Regions from separate parts of the Gossypium hirsutum genome. Here region 2 is linked to region 1. A link is a contact called in public Hi-C data. All regions are on one chromosome and are shown on one strand. The core of a region is the stretch at or near the end of the contact, and the rest is flanking DNA. Distances in the headings are between cores, read along the strand shown. Region 1 holds the start of LOC107945403 (ethylene-responsive transcription factor RAP2-10). Region 2 has its middle 9.2 kb from the start of LOC121224528.

Region 1 (6,297 bases), core at 2,809-5,308:
CATGGAATCTAACAAGTTAAGTATGTCATAAGTATTCTAATGATGATGTATGATTGTATGATTACAAATGGAATATATTGATTAAATGTGAGATAGTCGGGTGTTGTTAATGGATAAAAGTATGAAGTCTTAAATGGCGCTAATGCATTAAGAGTTAGTCAAGTGAGTCTGTGTCTGTTCACCGTGGTAGAGTCTAAAGGGATCCGTTGGGACTAAAAACACGATCTCTAATATGAATCTTGAAGAAAAAGCCCATGGCCATGGCACCTTCTGAAAGGAACTAAAGGATGGTGATTACCCAATGCGGTTCTCTGCGTGTCCCAAGATGATGATGGGCAATCCTCACATAACGTGAGTTTAGGCAAATCCATATCATAAACACATCAGATAAGAAAAACCTTTGTGGTGTAATATAAAAGAAAAGCATATGGCATAATATGAAAGAAAAGCCTTTATGGCGCAAAATGAAAGAAAAGCCTTTGTGGCGTAATATTAAAGGAATGCCTTTGTGGCATAATATAAAATAATAGAATTTGTAGTGAACTTTAAGTGGATCTCCTTAGTGGTGTGTTCTCTCTGATTGCTTGTATGGTGTATTTTGCTAAGTTATTGTGGCATGAACTGTCAAGAATATCTGGTAAGCTATGAATCTAAATGTCTGTCTCTATGGAAAGATATTAGTAAGTTCTAGTAGTTCTGTAATATGTATAACCTATATAAGGTATTTATATGCTTGGAATAAGAGTTTTTTTTTTGACAAAAGCTTTGGAATAAGATTTGAATAAAGTCTTAAGGGATTTCCATGAAAATGAGAGGTATATCTATAAGTCAAGAAGGGTGTTTCTTATAATGATCTGTAAGTATCAAAAGTAAAGGTTATCACATCTTTTAAATTTATTCTGAATCTAAGTCAATGTTGTTTTGAATTATGAGATTATGTTATAGCATGATATGGAGTTCACTTGGATGTTGCTCGCAGTGAATTACCAGTACAGGTATAAGAACTTAAATGAATCAGGGCATATTTGAGTAAGAATCAATAGTATGAAAAACTATGTAAGTATTCGACATATGTATGTGTTCGCCCAAGACAATGAAAGTAAGAAATTAATTGGAAGAAGAACATGAGTTGAGTTATGGATTGATGGAAGTGGTTTCTAAGGGTATTCTCTTACAAAAGTATATTTGGGCTAGAAAACCATGAAATAACGAGAAGGGCCCTCCTGCTAATTAAGTACAAAAGATTAAGTATAACAGGGATGTGATAATTGGCGTGTACATGAAGAATAAGACCTTACGATATCAGCCATAGCAAATTGCAAAGAGTAGAAGTTGAACCATGGAAAGTCCTAAAGTATTACAATACTCCGCCAAGGTACTATCAATGAACTCACTAAATACTTCTGTACTTACGAGGTTATTACTTTTTTTCATGTTTGTTGAGAAGTAGATTTTCCTGGAGGGACAACACCAAAAGTACGCCAAGCTAGTGGCGAATTGGGCTATAATGCATATAAAAGACTGGTGGTGCAACTTTAAAATTTTTTTTAAGTCTATCTTAAATAATTCCCTAACTTGTAGAGATTTGAATCAGATGAGTTGTAATCAAATGTTTATCATGTACTCCATTTCAAATTTTTAAAAATGTTGAGATTTTCTTATGGACTTCAAATAACAATCTTAAAAAAGAAATAATAAACTTTTTTTTACTAAATGTTTTGCACCGCCTAGTAACACTCGAGATCCGAACTCGGTAAATCGGGTCGAGTTGAGGGTGTTACACATAGCCTATTGCTTACTCAAGATTGAGGTAAGCCACACTATGAATGTCAGAAGTAAATTAATCCATAAATGAATCTAGGATTAATTCAACTTGGATTTTGTCCGATGTGTTGTCAATTCGAACAATCACATTTTTGTCTCTATCTTAGAAGAGGAAACCACTCTAATACCCAAGACAAGGTATCTCCCTATTTGGACTTGATAGACAACATAATAGCCTTTTAATCAATTTGCTTAATTTCGATTCATAAGACTGTGGACCTTTTAGATTACCTACTAATTCAAGTTGTCTTCTCACATTACAATCCAACCATTATGCAACTTAGTATTAGTTAAACACTAGGTAATCAATGAGTCAATATTTGCTTATATTTTGCTTTGCATGAAAAAATTGTTGAGGACAAGTACAAATAAGATTAATGTGAATAATGGAATTTTATTTAAATCAATCTATTAAAAAAATTACAAGCATAAATAACGAATAAACTACACTCAAGGTACAAGATCCTAACATACTTTACTCAACATTATCACTCAAGGAGTAATTCTCTTTAAATTGGTCGAATCTCCCACACCTATGGCAAATTGTTGGAAGTTCCTCATATTCAATATATTTCTTAAACCCTATCAACCCCAATAAAGAAGACAATAGGGTTGTTCAAGTCGATCACAAAAACAATCCTCATAAAGCACCCCCAATTACCAAAATTTGTATATTGTAGTCTATTTTAACCACCTTACTAATAACCTTAGCAATTGCCCTCATTAAGCCCATAGTACATATATGGGAGTCTTGGTAAATGAATCTAAGCAACAATTTTCGATAGATGTGACACTTTTGTAGAAAACTCGTGGCTCCATGGCTGAACAATAAGATAATGTCCATAGACCATCCAAGATCCTCCCACCAAGACCTTTTGGTTGGCAAACTTCACAAGGAAATAATTATTATCCAGATTGACAATTTTGAATTCACCAACAACTTCCCAAAGGCTTTTAATTATGTTCTCAAGTGCCCGATACCCAATTGTTCAGCCAAGAAAACGAACAATAAGCATTTGGTGCATACTCTGATCAGTTAGACCATGAACTCTTTTAGAAAAGCAAATATCTAGATAAGGGTCATCCGTTGAGATATGCACATCATCTTCATGTAGAGCTATCTCATTATCATCCAAGAACCCCTTCTGTCTTATTGTCTCCATGTGCATTTGCCATAAACTTCTCCTTAAAGATTGCCTCCTCCATTTCCAAGTCATCACTATTCACAAGTAATGGATCCTTATTCTCTACATTCTTCACAGCTCGCTCTAACTCAGCCCGTGGTAGAGAGATTTCTTTAACTTCTTTACCAACAATAAATGCTTATGGCTTGCATAAAAATTAAAACCAAAACTGATATAAATGAAAATTCGATATTAAACATTTTAGTTGACAATACAAATATAAATACACCTTCAAACAGTTAAAATGTGAAATTAAAAACCCACTGATTACAACTACAAGTTCAGTATGTTCAAGACATCCGCGTTCCACCCGTCAATTATTTATTTCTATGTTTCAGAATTCTAAAAAACTCCAATTAACAATGAAAGCTATAAATTTTAACAAACGTGCTAAAAAAAGTTTATAAACTAAAAAGTAGAAAGACAAAAAAGCCCATCCACCCATTGCGTGGAGAGAAAGTCAATTCCTAACGGTATCTATCCACCGACCGAACACCGACCTACCCTATCTCTTAGCTCTTGCTCGCCTACTCACTCCTTTAAAAACAAAATTATTATAATAAAAAGATGGCAAAACAAACAAAGATAGAATCATTATCATGAAATTGAGTTTAATTATTGATTAATTAAAAAAGGTTGAGAAAACGAAAAAGTAATTTCCTTTTTAAAACCCTTTGAAATTCACTTCACTTGCCCACAAAACGACAATTCCTCCAATCCCTCCATCACCGCCTTCCTAATCACTTAATTGTTTGCGTGATCAAGTTTTTTTTATGTATTCTTTAATTAATGATTAAAGTATACTGTAGTGTGAAATCTTAGCTAAACAAACACCTAAGGACACCGGTTTCATCTCTCTATTTTAATATGAAAGAAATGAGATTAATAAATTCTATTTTGAAAGCATCGCAATAAGAAAACAAAATCATAAACTAATATTTAAACAATAAATTAGGTGTAAAATAAGTTTGAAATCAAAGATAATAAAAGAAGATGGAAGACAATAAAATTCATATTTATATGCCAATGACAACCCCAACATGCCATGCTTTAAAGCATCCAAGTCCACGCCCCGTTTCCCTTTTTCCCCCAGTTATAACAATTACTAAGAATAATAATATTGTGTATGTTGTATTTATAACAAAATTCCCTTACTCCACATAGATTTGTGTCGGTGAATTTGGATCTTCTCTTTTATAGTTTTTTTTCCTTCTCTTTCTCTCTGCCTTTCTTTGTTTGTTCTAACATATAACTTTGTTGTGTCGGAAAAACATTACATTTCAAACACGACACAACCAAACTAACTATGTCATCTCCAACTCTCCATTCTTCTCCTCCCCCTTCATAGTTCCAGCTTTCTTCCCCTGTTCTAATAAAAACCCAAGCCTCCCGACTACACAACCCAGAGTTGAGGAACATAGGATTTCTCCAATAATTTGCAAGGCATGGAGAATGGAACAGGAGTTGTTGCTTCAAGGGAGAGTTCGAGGAAGTCCACGGCGGAGAGGCCTTACAAAGGGATAAGGATGAGGAAGTGGGGGAAATGGGTGGCTGAGATTAGGGAACCCAATAAACGGTCGAGGATTTGGTTAGGGTCTTATTCAACACCTGTTGCGGCGGCTCGAGCTTATGACACGGCGGTTTTTTACCTGCGTGGACCGTCGGCGAGGTTGAACTTTCCTGACCTTTTGGCGGGAGAGAGAGTTGGCAGCGCCGGTGGCGGCTCTCTCGGTGGGGATTTGTCAGCGGCTACTATAAGGAAAAAAGCTATTGAAGTTGGTGCTAGAGTTGATGCTCTTGAGGCAGCTCACCACCACCACCACCATCATAATCATCGTGGTCATAATTATAATCATGGTTATGACGAAGAGTTGAAGCCAAGTACAGGCGGTTTTTTACATCGGGTTGACTTGAACAAGATGCCCGACCCGGAAGATTCAGATGGTGAATGGGAAAGGAAATAGGAAGTTAAAAAAAAATTGATTGAATCATGACCCTCCAACTTTTATGATGTAATTTTTGTTCCGTCTCTTTTGGCGGCTACCCCGAGGGAAAAAAGGAAGGGGAAAAGGGAGGTGGTTGCTAAAATGCACCGGGGGCAATTCCTATCATGCACACTGTAGTGGAGGTAAGTCTAGGTTACGCTGAAAAAATGATGAAACCTTTTGTATTAATTATTAGTCGTAATGAAAAATCTTTTTGGTTTTTCTATTTAGGCAGTTTTTCTTTCATTGGTGGGATTTGACGGTGGTAAAAAATTTGACCACTGGAGAAAAAGAAAAAGGATAATTGTATATTTGGCTCTAACCTCTAATTTCTATACTTCATTTACAGGGTTTTTTTTTATTATTAATTTGGTTGTGCTTATATAGGAAGCCTCTTCACTGTGATTCAGTAAAAAAGATATATAATTACTTTGGTGTCACTCCTGTTCTTCGGGGAGAGTGGAGGGACCAGATGTGCAAGTTGAAGCGACATATAGTCTAAAGATCACTCCCCACCGGAAAAAAAAGCAAATAAAGTGAGGAAATAGATATAATTATTTTTAAAAATAATTTATAGGTTAATTATTTGTTTTATATAATATTATCTTTTTTAAAAATATATATTTTGTGATAGTATTAGATATTAGGAATGGACAAGAAGAGATGAAAAAGGGAAAATGCAGTGGCCTACACATTCGGGCAGTTAGGTGCAAATTGGCCATACTAACCACTAATGCTATAACTAGTAGAGTGATAAGATTTTGAGGTAGGTATTTTTCTGGTTCTCCACTCTGGATGTGGGACACGTGAAGCTAGAATAAAAATAATAATAAAAAGAAAAGAACGATTGCCGTCCTCCTGGAAATGGATGATGATGTTTTGGTCGGTCCAACTTGGCTGTTGCGGAAGGTTTTTTTCCATAATAATCTATTACATTAGTTGTCAAATCTCGCCCCTCCTTGACCTTCCAAAAACACCAATACGATTTTTATGCTTTGACTTGTTTTCTTCTTCGTCCTCCTTAACAACTACTTTCTTCCAATCACCGAAAGAAACTTGTTTGTTTAAGAGTAACTTAAGAATCTTCAATGCCCATTGGCCTCTTTTGATGTAGATATTTGGCCAATTAGCCGTCTATCAAATCTGCGGATTTAAGGGATTGACATGAATTTCTTCTTAATTACTGCGTGTTGACCCTGGTGAAAGAGTTGTATGGCTATAATGTAAATCCCATACTAAATACAGGAGTAAATTTTGAGAAAAAGGTAAAACACAGGACAAAATAAACGTACTGCACGTGTCAT
Region 2 (6,317 bases), core at 1,882-4,381, 88 kb after region 1:
TCACGGCACATCAAGACATGTGTTACGGCAAAGGATTCAGTATACTCCTTTTGGGATGTCTTTAGGGGTATGCCGTGACACCCTTAAGCTATGTCGCGACATCGAAGGCAATCTTGTGATTTCTCTTTTCTGCTCTCCATGTTGCGACATTGATAATTCTGCACTACGACATAGTGACCAATATCAGTTTATTATGCCTTCTAATGGTCTCCTGCACACTTACAAAGTTCATTAGCTCACCTTAGGCCTCATTCGGCCCCTAAGGTCAATAAAATACTTAATTTGCACATTTCATTAACCTTAAGAAAACATACGAAAACATAATTAAAACCTAATGAAAATGCTTACTTTCAAGCTCCTAAAGTGCAAAAATTAGTTTAAACTATTACACCTAATTACGACAGACAAAAAAACCCTACAAAATAGTTAATTAATCATACCTCCACTCATTAATCCCCTACAAGAAGATTAGTTCCTCATGAATCTAATAAAATATATAAACTTGATAGAAAGAATAAACATGAAGAGTAATTCAAGAGAATAGAGTTTAGAAGAAGCCTGATTTATATTAGAGTTTAATTGTAGAATCCTCACAAAGTTTGATGGTATTTCACAAATCTGATTTCCCTAAAGAAGTTAATAATAGGAACTAAAATAAAACTTAAGCTTAAGAGAATAGAAAAACTAAAGAATAAATCTAAAGAGAAAATTATACAATATGAAAGGGTGTTTATAACAGGTGTTAAATGAGCCTATTTATAGACTTTAGGGGGGCCTTCGTCCTTAACCCTAGGTCAATTTTCATCCTTGTGCTTAACATTTAAATGTGCATACCAAAACGCTCGTAGCTCGTAATTATTTCTTGTACAGAGGCGATGCCGCGACACACCAGGTCCTATGTTCTGACATCCAATCCTTCATGTTGCAACATAGCGACCAGTATCGAGTTAGCACGACTTCTAATGGTATCCTGCATGCTCAAAAAGTATATTAGCTCACCCTTAGGTCTCATTCAGCCCCTAAGGCCAATAAACAACTCAAATTACACACTTTATTGAACTAAACTAAATTTATGAAAATGTATTTAAAAATTAACTAAAATGCTTATGTTCAAGCTCCTAAAGTGCGGAAGGTAGTTTAATCTGCGACATCGAATTACAACATATCAAACTCCCCCATACTTATGTCATTTCTTGTCCTCAAGAAACACAAATAAAAATAGTAAATGAAAAGACGATCCTTGAACAAGTATGGTACTAGTGCTAGCTTTGGAGCCCTTGAATAAGCAATTCATATTCACACATAATCTTGACATGATAATTAGCTGACTTACCACTTTTAATATCAAACACTTAAGTTCAGTATATTAAAAAGCATAAAAGCATTAAGGGTCTCAAGTGTAGGAATCCATCAATAAATTATTCAAGCAATTTGATTATCCTAGCAGAACACAAACAGTTATAAATGCAACTATTCAGTATAATTTCAAATTGTGAATAAGTCTACCTATATCACATAGGGCTTTTCGGGTTGTAATGTTTTGATGCTTAGGGCAGGTATGGATTTCAAGAATAGTAAACATCACATAGTTTCAAGCACGAAAATAGTTTGGCACATCATATTGTCTCATATTTTCCCCCTTAGTGACCCTTTCTTGCTCACCGCCTTATTTCTTCTTCTCTCACCTTCCTTTTATCTCCTTATAGGAAATCTCAGTATCATATATTAACTATGGCTCACTTACGATTTTTTGTGCAATAGTGGCTGAGTTTTTCTGTAACTATGACTTTATCACTTTTTCTTTCTTTTTCACTGTACTTCACTCACAACTGCTTTTACTTTTCACGTATTTTTTCTACTCGTTAAATTTTCTTTTTGATTTCTTTTCTTTTTGCACTTTGAGCTAACTTATAATCACTATTCTCTACTAATATTTCTTATTGCTTTATTTTTAAAAACCACCGTAATGTATCTACTTATCCCTCAATATTTATTGTCAGACGTCTATAATCATGCAATTCAAGACCAAAGAAATAGGTCAGCACAATTATCATTTTAGCTTAGGTTTTGTATATAGGTTTATCAAGAAGGGTTTTCTGGCTCAAAATAGGTACTAAAGATGAATAAATAGGGTTAGTTTTTTTGCTCTGGGTGTATACCAAACAATGACTTAAGTCATCCCTAGGTATCTCAATATTCACAAATTTAGTCAACCAAACAATCATAAATTCGACAATTTATCATTCTAACTAGCATGCTTGTTTCCTTGTATTCTTTATGTCATTTGGTACATTAAATTACTTGATGCTTATTTACAGTGTAATATATAAAACTTAATAGTCTAATAAAAAAATTTTAAATCACCTATCATCATGCAATATTTACCGTAAATACAATCAACCTATGTACATGCTTCTAACCAATCACTTGAATTTCTAAAAGCTCAAGGACACAATTGACAAGAAAAATCAAAGAAATGCATAAAAATTTAAAATAAATTTTCTATGTTACCACCCACACTTTAGATAACACATTGTCCTCAATATATAGCCGTGTAAAAGATAAGGAAATAAGTTACCCAATTCTTCGTGGTAATCCCATTGGTTATTGGTGGGTGGCTCCTCTTATGCTTACAAGCTCAAAACTGTTGTTCTACTTCCAAGTGAGGTTCTTATATATATATATATTTGCAACAGAAAAATAACAATTTACTATTACTCCTACTCCTAACAAATTAAAAATTAAAAAACATCCAACAATTTATACAATCCCAGAAAACTAAAATTTAGTTTCAATGCTCATCAGAATCATTAAAATGAGACGAATGCCTCCTATCTATTGGTGCCTTCCCATATCCCATTCCATATCTTGTGTAAGAGCCCCCACTCGTCGAAGGTGCTTGGGGAGTTAGACTTCTAATGACAGGCCCTTTTGGTGTAGAATATTGCGGCTGGAATGTCGTCTCATAGTCATCATCTTCTATTAGAAGGTCTTCTTCACTCTCATTCTCTTAAGTTACCTCCTCATCTTCACCTTCATGATGTGTCTGTGTTTGGCTAAACATGTCCGGCCAATAATTGAGAGCTTTTAACCCATTTAGTCGGGCAAATTCTTGGAGTACCAGGCCTATTTCCTACATTCACCTGATCATCCCATAAAGTTTTTCGTCTAGGCTCCTGGTTGCTCATCTTCGAGCTTCCGACTTCTCTTTCTACTTAAGTGAAATCGGAACCTCTATATCATCTTTCCTCCTCTAATTCCAGTTCATATTTTGTTTCTTCGACGTATTGCGCATACAATAAATCTCCACTTATGCTTCTTGTTGGATTCATAAATTGTTCATTCTCGTCCACTGGAACTTCTACCCTTTGACACCGTTCTATCACCAAGTGGGGAAAAAATATTCCAGCTTTTTGGCTGTGCGCACAAATCCTAATTTCACGGTAGATCCATCTTCCCACACATATCTACTTCTGTAGCAAAATGCCACGCAATAGAGTAGCTCAGAAAGTATTAATGTTAAAAACATTTAATGCGGATGCAATTCTAGTGCCTATGAACTGCATCGACATTTTTGTTACCGAGAATATTATTGCTTGATTAAAGTTAGTTGGCAAGGTCATATCCTGCCTATAATTCCATCTACTTCTACCCTAGGTTAAGTATTTAACGACGTCCTCCATTTCTATATCCTTAAAGTAATCTAAATTAGTGTTATCAAGGAAGTATTTGCTATAGTAAGGTACATTATAGAACTCACATATCTACCTAGCGGTAATAGACACCTCTTCTCCTGTCACCATTACCGTGTCCCAAATTTATCTTTTTCTTATTTCCTGGTCTCTAAAAGAAGCATAAAATTCTTGTACTATTGAGATTACTACATTTTCCTTGGGGGTTATACAAAATTACTCCAAACAATGGTATTTAACTAGACTCTAAATTTTGTTATACAAAACCATTGAGGGTTCAAACCCTTGCTTTTAAATGAATGGTCTACCTTGTAACACGAGAAATTATTATTCAGTATTTGGGTTTTTGAATTTTGTAGGGTCCGAAACTACCAGAGTTTCTCATACTGAAGCTTTCTTACTTCTTTTAGGTGGCATTTTCTAATATTTAATTTTTAAGCAATCAAAGAAAAATAATCAATAATTAATGGAACAATAAAACGAGTATAGATACACTTAAATCATCCTCCTTGCAACCGTTTCAGCTTCTCCACTAAGTGTTTGATGATGTTTTTCTCAAGTATAGGCTTAGAAATCACATTGGAGGATTAAGAGGTTTAGGGTTTGAATTGAGAATAGGATTTGGAAGGTGAGTAAAAGTGTTTTTGAGTGAAAATTAAGGGTTTTTAAGGTTAAAATTTGGGTAAAGTAAGAATTAAGTCGTAGGGTTGCGCGGATGGGTCAAGTCAACCCTATAGAACTTTACAACGATGTCGCAACATAGGGGTTCCATGAATCGAAGTTGTTGTTAATGTTCCAACATCGCAACAACGGGGTTCGGTGTTGCGACATACTCTAAAATTTTGAAAACCAAAGTAGTATATCTTTCGTGTCGCGACACAAGAAGGTTAAGTCGTGACGTCGAAGTGATTTCTTTGATTCTTTAGTTTTGGATGCGGTGTTGCAACACAAATGTGTTGTGTTGCGAAACTAGCTCTTATTCTTCTAGATATTTCGATTTTCAAAGTTCTCCAAACACATGTTAGATCTGTTGTTGATTTTTCTATAAACTTTTGATTAATCGGTTAATGAAATATATAATATTGTACAATAGGTTAAGATTAGATCAAAAGATTAGGTCTTGCTGGCAGACTCATCTGTCATCTCGGTAAATATGAACTTGGGCATTCCTCATATTTTGTTTCTATTCGTATTGGTCCAGAACCCATCACGCCATTCTATTTTTTTTTGTTTATCTCACTCTCTAAATTTACCCTTTTGACCTGCACTGATCACTAACTATTCTTTCCGCAGACCATAGCAAATAGTCACTTTTAAATTCAAATAGTAATGCAACCACCTTGACCTATTTTATAGTCTTTATTCCACAATAGATTTGACGATTGTTGTTGCATAACATTTTTAAATAATGCATTTAACAGAAATAATGTTATGGAAGGTATCTTGCATGTCTCGATTAGAATGTCATTATGTACCACATAACTTGAGTTCTGGTTCTAAAAATTTTTAACTTTTTCTGCACATTGGGTTATAAGTCTACTAGGTGATTTTTTTAGTAACCAAGTGATCTGTGGTTCCTTCGGCCTTGGTTCCACGCTTGTCAGTAGTTCTGTTTGTTTGATGCCAACCTTGTAAGCATAAGTCCTATCCATAAGTATTTTTCTAACTTTTGTCAATTGTTGAAAAATTCCTGAATCACTGAACTTTTAAGGTGTTTGATTAAATATCAATATCTTGAAAAGATATTCAAATTAAATGTATCCCCCATATTCACATGTTTTCCCTTGCTCTTTTTCACAAGGTTCAAGGACTTCAGGTATTTTTCCGCTAGGTTAACAGTGAATATTATTATCTCTAATCGTCGAGATAGATCCGTAATTTCTGGTACTCGTATGCTGTTCTCATCACTAAAACCTATTATCGTTGGGAAGGTGAATCCAACTCCTGATTGATCCTTTTTTTGGACACCATGTCCTCAACTGGTTTGATAACTTCTTGTGACGTTATTTCTCCTAATCCACTCAGATACTCTTCCATACTCAGGATTAGTCGACTGTTTGAGGGTCCCCTTTCCTCACAAGTGTGTTCAGTTCAGTTCAGTTCTTCGCTTCGTTTGATTTTCCATTTTTCTTGTACTAATGATCCATTGAATTTTTATTGATATTAGTGTCATCTTCATGCAAACAGATTGGATTTCCTCCTTAAAGTTCACTTAGTTCAAGCATCATTAATCGCTAGTTCTTTTGGATCTCCTCATATTCTTCATAGACTCCTTCCTTATAAATGTCATTATCATAATCTAATTTCTCATCCAACCACATATAATCAAATTTATCCATAACTTATACCAAACTAATTCCAGTGGTTATTGTTGCGGGTATCTTGGACAAGAATGTTCACAAGGATTTCTTGCGAATGAGAAAATGTTAGTAATGTTAATAAATAATCAAATAAGCTAAAATCGTATCTATAATCTGAATATTTTCTAATTATTCTATTAATATGCAAAAATTACAATCAATATAGTGACGTTGCCTCCCCAGCAACAACGCAAACAATTTGACCACCTCAGGATATACCAACATCTAGAGAAAAAATCCTGCAGACAAGATATAAAAGACGGTA

Evidence for each region. Hi-C and Micro-C count contacts between places; a contact is called where the count stands out from the background.
Region 2: a Hi-C map of seedling shows a contact between it and region 1, with 2.2 times the contacts expected there. The contact joins the enhancer-like site here to the promoter of LOC107945403 in region 1. A contact is called at or near these places in 15 of 34 Hi-C or Micro-C datasets (anther, callus, cotyledon and 5 more).

What each region holds. Positions count from the first base shown.
Region 1 is chrD12:30,515,240-30,521,536 of Gossypium_hirsutum_v2.1, forward strand. LOC107945403 (ethylene-responsive transcription factor RAP2-10) reads left to right here and starts at 4,059. Exons shown (of 2, transcript XM_041107905.1): 1 at 4,059-5,136. The coding sequence starts at 4,454. The coding sequence ends at 4,972.
Region 2 is chrD12:30,604,345-30,610,661 of Gossypium_hirsutum_v2.1, forward strand. No RefSeq gene overlaps it. Among protein-coding and RNA genes, the nearest start is that of LOC121224528, 9.2 kb to the right of the region's middle. Within about 2 kb of position 3,132, at least 2 of the 9 cell types and tissues checked have an H3K27ac peak or open chromatin away from gene starts, as enhancers often do. A contact at or near this core is called in cotyledon and fibers, where this site is marked.